Linked DNA regions of Sus scrofa: region 2 is linked to region 1. The links are chromatin contacts, called in public Hi-C maps. All regions are on one chromosome and are shown on one strand. Each heading gives the region's core, a stretch centred on a gene start, on an enhancer-like site or on the middle of the called end of the contact. The rest is flanking DNA. Distances are from core to core; before and after follow the strand shown.

Evidence for each region. A called contact is a pair of places that touch in the nucleus more often than the background predicts.
Region 2: a Hi-C map of omental adipose tissue shows a contact between it and region 1, with 1.8 times the contacts expected there. The contact joins two enhancer-like sites. A contact is called at or near these places in 1 of 5 promoter capture datasets (liver), 18 of 47 Hi-C or Micro-C datasets (alveolar macrophages, embryonic fibroblasts, fetal skeletal muscle and 8 more) and 2 of 2 datasets of contacts at active chromatin or transcription factors (alveolar macrophages and skeletal muscle).

Annotation. Positions count from the first base shown.
Region 1 is chr10:12,864,541-12,867,299 of Sscrofa11.1, reverse strand. The region is part of intron 4 of CNIH3 (protein cornichon homolog 3); the gene reads right to left. Among named protein-coding and RNA genes, the nearest start is that of WDR26, 110 kb to the right of the region's middle. Within about 2 kb of position 1,374, at least 3 of the 83 cell types and tissues checked have an H3K27ac peak or open chromatin away from gene starts, as enhancers often do. A contact at or near this core is called in omental adipose tissue, where this site is marked.
Region 2 is chr10:13,035,680-13,038,438 of Sscrofa11.1, reverse strand. No RefSeq gene overlaps it. Among named protein-coding and RNA genes, the nearest start is that of DNAH14, 11 kb to the left of the region's middle. Within about 2 kb of position 1,403, at least 1 of the 83 cell types and tissues checked has an H3K27ac peak or open chromatin away from gene starts, as enhancers often do. A contact at or near this core is called in omental adipose tissue, where this site is marked.

The DNA.
Region 1 (2,759 bases), core at 125-2,624:
AGGGCAGCAGGCAAGGTTCTCCAGTGGTTTCAGGGCGTTTCGCAGGCTTTCCATCCATTCTCTGAGCACGCCAATTCCCTCTCCATCAATTCCGTCTTGGATTATGGTGGCCTGAACTGATTTCTAAGAACCTTACCCAATATAGTCCCAAAATAGAAATCTGACAGCTGAATGCCCAGGGAAGGCCCGAGAAGGCCGCTGGAAGAGAAAAACCATGGCAAGAGAAAGGGAAGAGAAATGTGGGTCGCGTGGAGCCAGCACCGGAAGAACCACAGGATTCTGAAGCTGGGCCGGAGCTCAGAGCTCACTTTGCTCAGCATCTTCATTTTACACGTGTGAAAACAAAGAGGCCCAGGTAGACGCAGGGACCCGTCTACAGCCCAGAGCAGCCTGCTGCCAGCCCCACTCGGCAGCAGCGCCGGCCCCATCCGCTGCCAGCCCCTTTCTAGGGCATGCCTTTTGGTTCTAAAACTGCCAACCAATGAGAGCAAAGGATGTCAAGCCCAAACACATTTTTTCTCCCGTCATTTTTCTCCAGTCAGCACATATGCTTCGTTGGCCTCAGCTCAATTTCCTCATCACTCTCCAGAACCTCCAAGAAAAATGATCCTAGGCTAAGTCACAGTCCAGTAGTGATGAAGTGGCTTTAAGTTCTCCCGGCATCTGGTTGCGATTCCCAACTCCAGATAATGACTCCACGTGCTCTCAGAGGCCGTCTCTCCCCCTCTACTGCCCCTTACACGCTCCACCCTCCAGCTCAGACTGTCACCAGTCCCCGCCCAGTGCCACCTCCCCCTCCATCTTCCAAAGTGGCCAACATCAGCTGGATGCCACCGCGATTCAGAACGCCTCTCCAAGGTTTCCAAGCCCCACCCAATGGTCTGCGTAGGACATATGACAAGGAAGATAAAAGTTCCATTTAGTTCAGGCTGGGAGGAGTTCCCGTGGCAGCTCAGGGGTAATGAACCCAACTAGCATCCATGAGGATGTGTGTTCGATCCCTGGCCTTGCTCGGTGGGTTAAGGATCCGGCATTGCCATGAGCTGTGGTGTAGGTCACAGATGTGACTCAGATCCTGCATTGCTGTGGCTGTGGTGAAGGCCGGCAGCTGCAGCTCCGATTCGACCCGTAGCCTGGGAACTAGAAGTAGCGGCATCTGTATGTCTGTTCGGTATAGAATTTAGAAGCAGTTGGCACAAATTTGTTCTCCTTGCCTTGGTCTGCCTACAGCCGCTGTGAAGGCTCCCGGGTGGGCAGTGCCTTCTACACACACACCACACACACACACACACACACACTCACACACAGACTGCCCCCTCTCCTGGTCACACATCCCAGGCAGACGGCACAGTGCCCTCAGAATCCACCTCCCCTCACAGGACTCCCCAGATCTGGGCCTTCCCCACCCTGGCTCCGATTTCCCAATCTTTGCGTTTCTGGGAAGACTGGAGTCATTTGGCTATTTCCATACCCTCAACCCTTGAACGCAGTTGCTGCTAATTCCTTTTCTCAATAAGGTTCAGGGAACACATTTCAATATTTTTGATCCAAGATACAAATGTCTCTCCGATACAGGGGACCATCTGGGCTGCTAGCACTAGCTGGCTAGGGTGCGATCAACTCTTTTTTTAGGGTTCGTGAATCAGTTGCCAATAAGAGAGAAGAAAAAAAAACCCGTGGAAGTCAGCTCCAAGGCTCTGCTCTCCTTCCCTGCATCTTTCCCCAGCAGGAGAGCGATCTCCCATCGTTGAAACGGACCACGTGAACACAGAACCAGAAAGGATAGCTACAACTGATGTTCTGGAAATCTCAGCCCACAGTTCTGGATGCCTTGGGGGAGGGCAGTGGTGTCAGCTAACTGCCCAGCGCCCGGGCCCTCCCTCTGGGCTCAGTAATGGTGTGCGGCCCCAGCAGAGCTGTCCACACCAAAGGAAAGGGACTACGACAAAGCGGCAACAGAGAGGGCGAAGAAGGCAGGAGGGAGAGGGCGCTCAAGGCCGGGGACCCACCAGCAACCGTAGACTCCGCCAGCCTGGAGCACCTGCCAGACTGTCAGAGGCAGAGCCCCCGGTGCCAGGCGGCTAGCCAGGGAGGGCAATAGTCTAAACGGGAAGCCCACAGTGGAAAAAGGATGTGAATGGAAAGCGGAGGAACGGAGAAAGGGTGGCACACCATGGACGCGCAGAGGCCTGGCCTGCAGTTTCTCCCTCGCTCGGAGGCGAGGCGTCCAGAGAGAGGAAATCAGGGTGTCTTTCAGCCCCAAACACGCCCAGGGCACACGTCCGCGGTTTTCACGGACACTGCAAAGGACCGCAGGTCAGAGTGCCATCTGGCCAGATGGCATCACAGAAACCGGCTCCCCTCCTCCCCCGCAGTCCCATTTGCTGGTCCTACTCAAGGGCAGACCACTGGGGGGGCGGGCCTCAGCCGTGAGCCTCTGGGTGGTGAGATGCAGACACGAGTTGGGTATGTGTGTGCTTAACTGCTCCCACGAAGGCAGTCGACCCAAGCCGCGTGGACTGCAAATGGACACGCAAGGATCTCCCCGCCCACACCACCCTCACCCCAGAGAGGTGGAGAAAAGCAAATGCCAGCCTCCCCAAATGTATGGCCAGGAAAGTGGGGTACTTTTGTTGCGGTACTAATTACACAGGCATGCACGTGTGTATGTGTATAAATTCTATTTTTACAAATCTAGTTTGCTTTTTGGGTTTTTTTTTTTTTTTCCTTTTTTAGGGCCGCACCCATAGCATATGGAA
Region 2 (2,759 bases), core at 154-2,653, 170 kb before region 1:
TCAGATGAATCAGGTAAGGGGCTTTTCTATCAAATGTTTATTCAGTACCAGCTATGCCCCTGGCTGGAAATAGCATGAGATGAATCAGGTAAGGGGCTTTTCTATCAAATGTTTATTCAGTACCAGCTATGCCCCTGGCTGATGCCTGCCCTCTGAGCAACCCATCCAGCAGAGGAGAAAAATGGGGTTTGGTGGCAGTGAGCTGAGGGGACTCTGTGGGAGGAGCTAGGGCTGGAAGCTGGGGCTCTGACCCTGTCTGCAGCTCAGAGGATGCCCATTGCAATTTCTGCCCTCATCAGTTCCTGCCACTCCTTGCGGAACCTGATGGGATCCCAGAGATCACCTCTGTTTATTGCTTAATTTTAAATTAAACACTGTGTGGTGGCCTCACAAGTGTCTTGACCTGCCCTTTCTCCGAGACATGCTAAGCAGAGGTCCACACCACCAGCAGAGGGCTCTGAACTCTAGCTGGCTCTTTTCAAGGGACCCTGTAGGTGTAACACATAAGAAAATCTTTGAAGCTGAACCTTGTGAGGATAACTCACTTTGGGACATTTCAATTAAGCATGCTTTACAGAATTAGGAATCTAGAATGGGATGAGGGTGGTGACTGAAAAAAAAATGTACAATACGAAAGTTGAGAATTATATTTTGTGTGGCAGACAGAACTGAAGCTTAAGTGTGGGACACAGCCTCTCAGATGGCTCTGAGGGACTGCTCTGCAGAGGTATAGGGAGCCAGGCTATTAGGAGTTCTGGCATCCAAGACCAGGTAATCAGAACTTCAAAAGTTTACTGTTAGTGAAAGAAAACTGGACATCTCAAGTGAAGGAGTTTAGCGCTTTTCTTTGTATAGGAAGGTGCAGACGTGTGGGCTCCCTGCAATCATTCCTTTGGCAGGCACCTCAGGTGTTTGGGGCTAGTATCCTGTTCTTGCCCATCCTGAGTCCCCTCAGGATGCACCATTGGGGAGGTGGCCACAGTGGCTGTGGCTGTCTGCCTCCTGAGTCCCCTCAGGGCTCACCCTGCCTGTAACATCCTTTGTCTACTTGGTATGGCAGGGGACATATTTTCACTCACAAGGGAAATCTGACTTCACCTTCATTTGAGATCAGACTTGTGAGACACCTCAGGTGGCCTGTCTTCTGGGGCACGGTCTCCTCCCCCTTGGTTAATGACAGCTGTCATTGACTGGCATCTGTTGGTACTAAGCACTCTGTAGCTGTCATCTCTTCCAATCTCAGCTTCTGCCATGGCCCTCCTGAGAGAGCCAGTTCTCTCAGAGCCACAGGAACATCTCGTGATGACCCCCGTCCAAGCCAGGGCTGGATGGGCAGCGCTTACAGCCTTGCTCCTATAACTACAGCAGGCTCAGAGCACCAGCTTTGCGACCGTCAGCAGAGATGGGACCGTCAGCTGTGTGGTCAAAGGGTGGGAGCTCTGAGAGGAAACCCACGTGTCTCCTCAGCTGCCCCACCAGCCACTTCAGGCAGAGCCCCTTGTCAGCATCACCTGAGTGACCGCTAGCTGTGGTGCGGGGACCTGAGAGCCTCCAAAGCTGGCCTGAGACGGCACAAGACTGGTCCCTTCGACCACCTCCTCAGAGCTCACTCCTCCAGACCCTATGCTGGGCACTCGGAGTGCAGAGATGAGACAGGCCCGGTCCCCATTCTGGATCTGAAACTGAGGCGGAAAGGAGTAACAAACCAACACATTGCACATGGATTTGGGCGGATATTTGTTCACTGGACTGAAAGCCATAACACTGGGACCGTTTTGCTCCACACGGAGTTTACTCTCTGCCTGACCCACTTTCCACACGTGGATGCCTCTCCGTAATATTCCCTAAAAAGGTGAATATTGAACTGAGGTAAGGAGGTCGCCCTCGATGCTAATGTTCGGGTTTATAACCCAGAAAATTTGCCCTGTTTCCCCTTTATGGGTCTCGAGAGCACTTAAGGGCAGCATAGAAGTGAAGCCAGAGATAGATGGGTCCAGGCTGAGCAACTGTAACCTGTTCCCTGCAGACAGATAACGTCAAGGTCAAAGCTGCATCCGGCTTGGATAAAAGATAGACACCATCCATTTCTCTTTCTTGAGGTCAAGGAGACCTTGGCAACTCCACACTCGCAGAAAGCTTCCTCAGGGGTCAGAGAAGGGACAGGCACCAGACATAGTACATCCTGTCAACTTCCCAGACCCTGGCGCTAGAATCCATCCTGTGGCCAAAAGATGCTCACACAGGGGAGGGTCCTGAGTCAGGCCAAGGCCAGACGGAGCAAGATGATTGGCCGGAGGAAGCCTAGAAGGCCCACCCCCATACAAGGGATCTCACCACCTCCTAAGCACCTGTCACGCTCTGCCTCTTTGCTCTTCCCTCTGTCTGTCCCTCCCTCTCCACCCCTGCCCACCCGGCCTTCTCCACACCTATCGTCCCTCTCTTTTTTCTTAATAAACACTTACTGGCCTCACCACCTTCAGTTCTAGTTCTTCTCCAAAGAGACAAGATCAAGTGGTTCAGGTTCAGCATTCTCACCCCACGGCCACGCGAAAACAGAAGGGGCACCTATGTGGGTGACTCTCTGATGATGCTAAGGCTCAGGACTCCTTCACCTTCATAGCAACGGGACCTCTGTGCTTAGAGGGATGTCACCTCCCCACCCCACCCCACCCCATCCCCAGAAAGCCCACGACCTACTGGCCTGGCTCCTTTTTCTGGTTCACCGAAGTGACCCGAATGCAGTAGAGATACTCCATGTG